Regions from separate parts of the Pan troglodytes genome. Here all the other regions are linked to region 3. Evidence: chromatin contacts called from public Hi-C data. All regions are on one chromosome and are shown on one strand. The core of a region is the stretch at or near the end of the contact, and the rest is flanking DNA. Distances in the headings are between cores, read along the strand shown. Region 1 holds the start of EVX1 (even-skipped homeobox 1). Region 2 holds the start of SKAP2 (src kinase associated phosphoprotein 2). Region 3 holds the start of HOXA1 (homeobox A1).

Region 1 (3,050 bases), core at 11-2,510, 150 kb after region 3:
CTCCCAGATATCAAGTTCAACAACCCCTGCTCCCACCTCCAGCCCTTCATCAGAGCCCCTACTTACTTGCTGTTTTAGGGCATTTTCAGCGACTTCACTCTCTTCTACCTCAAACGCCATCCACTTTTGGAGACAGGTACCACTGCCCCTAGGCAGGGACTTGGGAGAGGACCTTATGAGTCAAACCTCTATGAACCCCAACCTTTTTGTACTCAGGGAGGCTGAATCCCTGCCCAAAATAGCGCGGTGAAAGCTACTGCCTTCTCCCAGGTAGGGGCCTCCAGTACTGCCACAGCAGGGGCCGCATTCCTGGCGCCTCTTCATTCGAAAAATCTCTTTCCAGGAGAATTCGTTGATTCTGAACGAATACTTTAAAATATGGGCAAGGAAAAAAAAAGACAACTCTTAGAAACTCTCCCCACCCAACATACCTGGAGTGCAGGCGAGGTCCAGGCAAACGGGAAAGCGACTTCTTGTACGAATAGCCATCTCAAGATGAAGCCAGGCTGTGGAAAACTTAAGGCCATCTAGATGGGAAGGAGGTATTTAAAAGAAATCAGCACACACTCTTACAGAAGCCAAGGCGGGTCTTTAAATTAAAAAAAAAATAATAAGGTATTTATTTCTTGCCCCTTGGGGAAGAAAAATAGCAAAGTTTGGTTCCCAGGAGTAAGGAGACAGAGGTGGGTAGGGAGAGGGAGGAGAAGAGAGGAAAAGATGGCCCAGCCTCAAGCTCTCCAGTCAACTTGGGGCGGGGGAATACATTTTTCCGTAGCTTGTAAAAAGACTTTTCAGCCAGTTTGAGGTTAGCTGCCAGGGGCAGACACTTGTAATAATGCCGACAGAATTGAGGCTTGTAAGCCGGGCTTCACACTTCTAAAATGCAGTTATGGATTCTTTCATCGGTGTTAGATCAAGGCACCAAGTTAAGAAAACAAAAGTCAAAACAACAATAAAAGAAAAAATCAAAAGCTTATTTAATTACCTAGTCCCGCTGCCCCTGCGGAACTCGCCGCGCGCGTTAAGCTCTCTTTTCTTTCTGCGGCATTCCATTTGCATCCCCTCTGCCTGGGTGTCTCCCTCTCTCAGTGTGTGTGTCTCTCTGTCTGTTTTCACACTCTCCTCCCCAATCGAGCGAGGCCCACACCTGGCGCATCACTGCCGAGCCATTAGCTGCGGGTTTCCTTTCATCTTCGCTGTGGCAGACGTTTCTATTTATCCACTTGCGCTCGCCGAGTGGCGTCACCAGCGGTACTGTAATGACGATTGCAGCAGGAGGATGACAGCTTAGAAAGAAGAGGGCAATGGGGCTTCCTCCCAGAGGCGGTGCGGCACAGAGGAGCGCTCGCTTCACAAGGTGACCCTAGCTCCCCACCGCCACCGCCGCGGTCGCGGTCGCGGTCCAGACCGCGCTCCAGCAGCTCCGCGCCCTCCCAGGCACCCGGCCTCTCTTTCTCCCTCTTGCAACCAAGATCCGTCCGGCCGCTGGAGACCCAGGGAGCCGGGGTTAGGAACTCACTTGGGGCTTTCCCCTCCCCCACCGGAGAGCCCCGGGATGGAGAGCCGAAAGGACATGGTTGTGTTTCTGGATGGGGGTCAGCTTGGCACTCTGGTTGGCAAGAGAGTCTCAAATTTGTCCGAAGCCGTGGGCAGCCCGCTGCCGGAGCCGCCCGAGAAGATGGTGCCCCGTGGTTGCCTGAGCCCTCGGGCCGTCCCTCCGGCCACCCGGGAGCGCGGCGGGGGAGGCCCGGAGGAGGAGCCGGTAGATGGACTCGCAGGCAGCGCGGCGGGGCCGGGCGCCGAGCCCCGGGTAGATGGGGCGGCCATGCTCGGCCCAGGACCCCCGGCCCCCTCAGTCGACAGCGTCTCCGGCCAGGGGCAACCCAGTAGCTCGGACACCGAGTCGGATTTCTATGAAGAAATCGAGGTGAGCTGCACCCCGGACTGCGCCACCGGGAACGCCGAGTACCAGCACAGCAAAGGTAGCCACCGCGCCCCTCCGCTCCCCGGGCCTCCCGCTGCGCCCACCCTTCACTTCGGCGCAGGCCAGGAGGAAGACACTCCCTTCCCCTAAGGCAGGATGGCTGGGGGGACCCACCTGAGCAACTCTCTCTGCTATCTGCGTTCTGGCGGGGGTCTCCTACTGTGTTCTGGCATTGGCGGGACTGAGGGTGACAGCAGTGCCTTGAGTGAGGGGTGCTGAGGGGGCGGATGCAAGTCCTGGACTTGGGGGATTCAAAGCTCACCCCAAGCACCCAGTGTTTCAACTGCTCGGGGAATGCTTCAATTGCTCGGGGAAGACACTTTCCCCAGGCGAGGGCAAGATCAAACGCCGATCCGGGCAGTTTGTGGCTGGCGGGGTGTAAGAGGCATGGAGGCGCGGAAGCCAGGAGTCCATAAAGGACCGTAAAATTGCGGCCCACTTGGGCAGCCCGGGTGCTGCAGCCCTCCGACCAGTTTGCACGTCGGTCAGAGGTCCAAATTACCTTGTCACTTCCCGGGCTTCGCGGCGCCAGGTCGGAAATGGTCCCAATGGTCTAATTGCCTTTGGTCTCCGGTTGCATTTGAAAAGGCAGAGATCGGGTCCTCCCCCCTTCCCCTTTCCTTCCTAGTCCCACTTCTCCACCCAAAGGAAAAGGAGCTGCAGGGGGCTGGAGCCCCACCCTTCTCAGAGGTAGGCCCAAAGGGGGGCTGGTTTAACTGGAGAACCCCTCCCCACCAAAGGCTAATGGGAAGGGGGTGGATAGCCCGGAAGGGAGTTTCCCTCTGTGCCAACAATCACCTCCCCAGAAGGGGGTAGAAAACTGGGCGCGGGTTGGTGGGGGGGAGGAGAGGGGAGCCCACCAGCAGACACTCCTCCACAGAACTGTAGGAGTGAGTGGAAAGAGCCTGGGGGGGGGGGAAGAAAGACCACCCCCTGGCCTTGGCAGCCAACGCCTTGTTGAATACCTGCACCTACCCCTTACTATCTTATCACCGATTTCACCCAGCCTCCTTCCCATAACCCTCAGAACAACCTGGACTCCACTCACATATACTAAGGTAATAAA
Region 2 (3,085 bases), core at 121-2,620, 230 kb before region 3:
AATGATGGTTGAAATTCCAGAACATTAAGATAGGTAAGATTTGTGCTACCTTAAAAACATATATTTTCTACCTTGTACAGAAATATAAATTATTGGTTCTTAGTGAACATACACACCTCCGTATCCAGTAAATTAATGAACTAGTAGTGGATTCATAATGCTACTGAAGAACCACGTTTTTAGCTCCTAAAACAAGTTCCTATAAATGGTAATGTAAAACTGAAAAAGGGAAGATAAGGGTACAAAGATGAAGTACTTTCATCGTGTCACACAGGAAGTACAACTTTTAACATATCCTTCCTTTTTTGCTTTAGTATATTACTGAGGCTGGTGACAAGTGGCCATTTGAGAACCAGACCTTCTTCAAAAGTCTTAAACGTGAGTGAGCTGAATGTTTAAGAAAAATGGGAGTTTTAGAAATGACAAACTCTTTCACCCCATAACCCCTAACACCTGTGGCTCTGACAGCTCTTTGCATCTCTACATCCTCTACCTCCATTGGCCAGACCACCCAAGAACTACTTATTTGACTTCTGCTCCCTTCTGCCTGCTCACGCAGCATTCATTATCATTATCATTCTCTCTCCCTCTTCCACTTTTCCTCCCCCGCCCTTCTGACACACACACACACACACACACACACCGTCTTCACAATGCACATAGAAACGTCCTGATCCCATTTGTGTAGATCACCAAAAAGGGCTTCGCCACCATCCCCGCACCAAATTTCAACACACACGTCCACTCCCTTTCTGAGACAAAACAACCCCTCTCCTCTCCTCCCTGTGCCGACCCCACTGGCTAGAAGACGTGGGAAGCGCGGGGAGGGAGGATAAGGGCTCTGAATGCTTCTGTCCCCACCGGCTCACCGTTCCCTCGCCCCCGCCCCAACAGCATTATCGCCGCCTTCCCGCTCTTTACCTGCCAACAGGTTCCTAATTTCCTCAGGGAGGGGGTAGGGAGAGGAGGTGCTGCTGGGGTTGGGCATATTAGGGAGCGCAGGGCGTGCGGGGAAAGGACCTGCGCTGAAAAGGTGACCGACGGGGTCGGGCTGCGGCTGCGACCTAGACTCAGGCTAGCGGCCCGGATAAGAACAGCGGGGCTACGAGTCGGGACACTGCCGGGCCGGGGCTCACAACAAGGAAGTCACTGAATCTCCAGCGAGCTGCAGCTGGACTGTCGGCCCAGCCCCGCCCAGAGGGCCGGGGCGGGGAGATGGGTGGGAAGGGACACGAAGGGCCTGAGGGGTCCAACTACGCATGTGTATTCCTCGGTTTTCCCGGCCCCAGAAGAAAGAGCCTGTGGGCAAGCCACGCCCACCGCTACGCCGGGAAGCAGGAGGAGGAGCCACTGGTGGGAAGGGGGCGGACTGAGGCTGCGTCACCTGATGCTGCGTCACCTGATCCAGCGTCCGAAGCGCCTTACAGCCATTTTCGGTACTGGTGCCATCACAACTGCTGATCGTTTCTCCAGGATTCCAGAAAATAATGTATCCATGATACAGAGTGTATACAAGTTTGGCGATTACGCCTTCTGCGTAACAGTCAGTCCCACCGCAGTTTAACCCACAAGGAATTTTCTCTTGTCCTAAACTATTATGGCCTTCTTTGTCCGATTGAACGGAGGTAACGAAGTCTCGTCTTCCGCCAGTCGTCCGGGAGAAGCCAGTCTGGAGCCGCTCCGGAGCGCGCATTGTGATTGGCTCTTACATTACTTTTCTACCTAATTCGTAGCCTTGGGGTGACAGATTTTCCCCACTACAAGGAAGAATGGGAAGTTCTAAGCACCGTCCTTTGGCAGGAAAAAACAAACAAAACAAAACAAAAAAACAGAAGGCCGAATAGACATTGGCACCACTGTCCATCTACAAGAATCAAAAATAAAATTGCTGGTGGTGGTTAGTAGAATAAAATTATAAAATCTGCTCACTCCAACTTGACCATTTAGTCAACAAATACCGTCTTCTATCTGTAAAGCTTCTTAAAAGTTTTCTCTTTTAAAAAAAATGGCTTATTTAAAACCTTTAACAGGCAACATCTTTGTGCTTCCCAGATACTGCATTTTTTAACAAATTGAAGGTTTGTGGCAACCCTGCATCAAGCAAATCTGTGGGCGCCGTTTTTCCAAAAGCATGTGCTCAGTTCATGTCTCTGTCACATTTTGGTGATTCTAACAATATTTCAAACTTTTTCATTATTATTGTATATGTTATGGTGATCTTTGAAGTTACTATTATAATTACTTTGGGACATCACAAACAGCACCCATATAAGACAGTGACTGTAATCCACAAATGTGTGTGTTCTGACTGCTCTACCAACCCTATACCTTCCTCCATATCTCTCCCTCTCTTGGGCCTCCCCATTCCTTGAGACACAACAATATTGACATTAAGCCAATTAATAACCCTACGATGGCCTCTGAGTGTTCCAGTAAAAGAATCATTTTACTTTAAATCAAAAGCTTACTTTAAATCAAAAGCTAGAAATGATTAAGCTTAGTGAGGAAGGCATATTGAAAGCCGAGACAGACCAAAAGCTAGGGCTCTTGCACCAAACAGCCAGGTAGTGAATGCAAGGGAAAAGTCCTTGAAGGAAAGTAAAAATGCTACTCCAGTGAACACACGAATGATAAGAAAGTGAAGGAGGCTTATTGCTGGTAAAGAAACGTTTTCATGTTCTGGATAGAAGATCAAACCAGACATAACATTCCCTTAAGCCAACGCCTAATCGAGTGCAAGGCCCTAACTCTCTTCAAGTCTACGAAGGCTGAGAGGTAAAGAAGCTGCAGAAGAAAAGTTGGAAGTTAGCAGAGGTTGGTTCATGATGTTTAAGGAAATAAGCCATCTTCAGAGCATAAAATTGTAAGGTGAAGCAGCAAATGCTGGTGAAGCAGCTGCAGCAAGTTATCAAAAAGATCTAGCTAAGGCCAGGTGCAGTGGCTCATGCCTGTAATCCTAGCACTTTGGGAGGATGAGGCGGGCGGATCATGAGGTCAGGAGATCGGGACCATCCTGGCTAACACAGTGAAACCCCGTCTCTACTAAAAAAAAGATACAAAAAAAAAAGAAAATTAGCCGGGTGTG
Region 3 (2,911 bases), core at 254-2,753:
CGTTTCTTTTGCTTCATTCGGCGGTTCTGGAACCAGATCTTCACTTGGGTCTCGTTGAGCTGCAGGGATGCAGCGATCTCCACCCTGCGGGCGCGCGTCAGGTACTTGTTGAAGTGGAACTCCTTCTCCAGTTCCGTGAGCTGCTTGGTAGTGAAGTTGGTGCGCACCGCGTTGGGTTGACCCAGGTAGCCGTACTCTCCAACTTTCCCTGGGGCAAAGTGGGAAGCCATGAGACGGAAATGTAAAAATTTTAAAATCGACTTGAGATTCCCCACACGCTTCATGGCAACACTCAGGTAAAGAAAAGATCAAGAACTCAGCACAAATCGGGCTGTGGAGGGTGAGTGATGAGGTGTAAAGTGTTAACCTGATGTAAACCATTAGCATGGTCAGACCGGTGATTAATGGAGCCTTAAGATATTAACAGAACACTACCGTCACAATAACCACCCCCACATACTTCCTATTTCCCAAATGTATAAAATCCTTGAAAACACACCAATCCCTGAGACTTCTTTGCCCCAACACCTCTGGGCACCCTCTCCATGCACTACAACACTAGTCTGATACAAAAGCCTTAAAAAAAAAATCATTATTAATTTCCTTGGAAATTAAGCATACCAGCTCCTTCCAGAATAATCAAGGAGCATCCACCAACCAGCAGGACTGACCTGTTTTGGGAGGGTTTCTTTTGACTTTCATCCAGTCAAAAGTCTGCGCTGGAGAAGATGTCTCCGATGCAGGGGAGCGACAGGCTTCTTGGTGGCTGGCGTGGAGAGGGGACAAGGAGTTATTATACGTAGCCAGGGCCAGGCTCTGGTGCTCCTGTCCATATGAGTGGTGAATGTATTGAGGCGAGCCCACCGCGCCCCCAGCATAACCCTGGTGGTGGTGGTGATGCTGGACCATGGAAGATGAGAGATTTCCAGAGTAAACAGCGGGAGCGCACTGGGGGTACCCACCACTTACGTCTGCTTCCTGATTTAACGCGTAGGGGCTGTAAGGCGCACTGAAGTTCTGTGAGCCATAGCTTGGACCACAACTCGAGTGGGAGTAGGACACCCCCAGGTTCCCGGAAGTCTGGTAGGTAGCCGGCTGGGGGTGGTGATGGTGGTGGTGGTGGTGGTGGTGGGGCGAACCGATCTGCACCCCCCTGCCCATTAGGAAGCGGTCGTCGCCGCCGCAACTGTTGGCACTGACCGCGCACGACTGGAAAGTTGTAATCCCATGGTCCGAGGGGTAGGCTCGGGCTGGGCAGGTCCCCGAGTCGCCACTGCTAAGTATGGGGTATTCCAGGAAGGAGTTCATTCTTGCATTGTCCATCTGTCACTGAGTGACCTGGTCCTGCGAAGCCCGGCGTGACTGTGCCAACTTTCTCACTTCCTCCATGGGGCCGGAGAAGAAAAATGATATGAATGTACAGTGCGCAAGAGGGGGGGCGGGAGGGCGGAGGACGCTGGAGGAGGGGCACGTGACGGTGTCAGCCAATGGCTGAGCCTCCTGCAAAAGTTTGCCGGCTTCCGCAGTGATGGATCACCGTTTCAGTGGCATTTAAATCCCCGGCGCTCCGCCGTCTAGGTGACGCGCAGTCGCCCCCCCAGGCAGCCTAGGCGGCGGCAGCTGCTGCGGCGACTGCAAAGGCCGATTTGGAGTGCTGGAACGAAGAAGAGCAAAAGCTGCCTTCTGCGCGCGCCCGACTCCGCTGCCCGCCCCGCCAGGCCTCCGGGAGGTGGGGGCTGGGAGGCGTCCCCCGCTCCCGCCCCCTCCCCACCGTGCAATGAAAGATGAACTGGCGAGAGGTGAGAAGGGAAGAGGGCTCCCGGCTCTCTCGGGGCGGGAATCAGTGGGCCAGAGCTCGCCGGGTGGCCGCAAGTACGCCGGCCCAGCCCGCAGCGCGCCCAGCCGGAAGGCGGGGAATCCGGCTGACACCGCGCCCCGGGTTCCCAGGTCACCTCCTCTGTTCTGAGGCTGGGCTGGGAGACCGTGGGGCTGTGAGGAGCGCATAGAACCGTGGTGGAGGGCGAGGCTGGGCCACCGGCCCTTCAAGCTCGGAATGGAGGGGGAAGAGCGCAGAGGGCTGGCTGGGAGGAACTTGGGTGGGCGTGAAGGAGACGAGGGCAAGAAAAGAAACTTCCCTTCTTCCAGGAGGGTCTTCGAAACCCTCTCCCCACAGCCCCTCTCGTCATTAGCATGGCAATGAGGAGTTTCTGTAATTCGACTTGGAGGGGCGGATGAGCCCTGGAAACTCAGAGCTCGCCGGAAAAGGCCGGGGGCGGCCGGGCTCTTCTTCCCCACCTTCCCTCTCTCGTCGCTCTCCGCCCCTTTCTCTTTCCCACTCAGTTTTGCACCGGGAGCCCTCCGGGATGCGGAGCTACTCGACCGCCGGATTTTTAGGGGTAGGAGGCGGGGGAGAGAGAGATGACGCTGGCGGACGTGGCCAGCGTGGGGGCCGGGCCGTGCGCTGCAGGCCATCTGCCGGCGCCCCGAGACCCAGGAGCCTCCGCGCTCCCGCGTGGGCCTCACAGGGCCGGTCCACAGCTCCAACATAGTAGCTGAACTCCCTTCGTTGCGTTCCTCTTTTTCTGGAGGGGAATGTTAGAAGAGAGAGAGAGCTTCCTTTTATAACCTTCCTCATTCTGCTGCACGTCTAGAGTGGGTGTGGGGGCTGGCAGGTGGGAGGGGCGGTGGACAAATGGCTGATGGTGGACGGGACACTTTACCCCAACGACACCTCCTCCCCTTTCCAACTGGCTGTGTAGTTGCTTATGAGAACCTTCAAGTCCTTCCCTAGAGAGACACATGCAAATCTGAGCGTCATCCCAGGCCAGGGGTCCTGTTCCTCATCACCCTACTTCCCTGAGGCTGCTGAGGTCGTTAAATTGTTGTTTACTATTAGGTTTCACGTCAACCC

The links. Hi-C and Micro-C count contacts between places; a contact is called where the count stands out from the background.
Region 1: a contact with region 3 is called in a Hi-C map of induced pluripotent stem cells, with 4 times the contacts expected there. The contact joins the promoter of EVX1 here to the promoter of HOXA1 in region 3. A contact is called at or near these places in 2 of 7 Hi-C or Micro-C datasets (induced pluripotent stem cells and stem cell-derived neural progenitor cells).
Region 2: a contact with region 3 is called in a Hi-C map of induced pluripotent stem cells, with 3 times the contacts expected there. The contact joins the promoter of SKAP2 here to the promoter of HOXA1 in region 3. A contact is called at or near these places in 2 of 7 Hi-C or Micro-C datasets (both in induced pluripotent stem cells), 1 of 1 datasets of contacts at active chromatin or transcription factors (stem cell-derived excitatory neurons) and 1 of 1 other capture datasets (stem cell-derived neural stem cells).

The regions. Positions count from the first base shown.
Region 1 is chr6:33,045,583-33,048,632 of NHGRI_mPanTro3-v2.0_pri, forward strand. It overlaps EVX1 (even-skipped homeobox 1), which reads left to right and starts at 1,261. Exons shown (of 3, transcript XM_009452825.4): 1 at 1,261-1,982. The coding sequence starts at 1,556. It overlaps LOC104007140 (a long non-coding RNA gene), which reads right to left. Exons shown (of 3, transcript XR_001719151.4): 2 at 986-1,254; 3 at 1-527.
Region 2 is chr6:32,666,966-32,670,050 of NHGRI_mPanTro3-v2.0_pri, forward strand. It overlaps SKAP2 (src kinase associated phosphoprotein 2), which reads right to left and starts at 1,371. Exons shown (of 13, transcript XM_009452811.4): 1 at 922-1,371. The coding sequence starts at 988.
Region 3 is chr6:32,898,710-32,901,620 of NHGRI_mPanTro3-v2.0_pri, forward strand. It overlaps HOXA1 (homeobox A1), which reads right to left and starts at 1,504. Exons shown (of 3, transcript XM_063815279.1): 1 at 970-1,504; 2 at 672-766; 3 at 1-208. The coding sequence starts at 1,323. The coding sequence ends at 707. It overlaps LOC134810527 (a long non-coding RNA gene), which reads left to right and starts at 1,543. Exons shown (of 3, transcript XR_010158824.1): 1 at 1,543-1,799.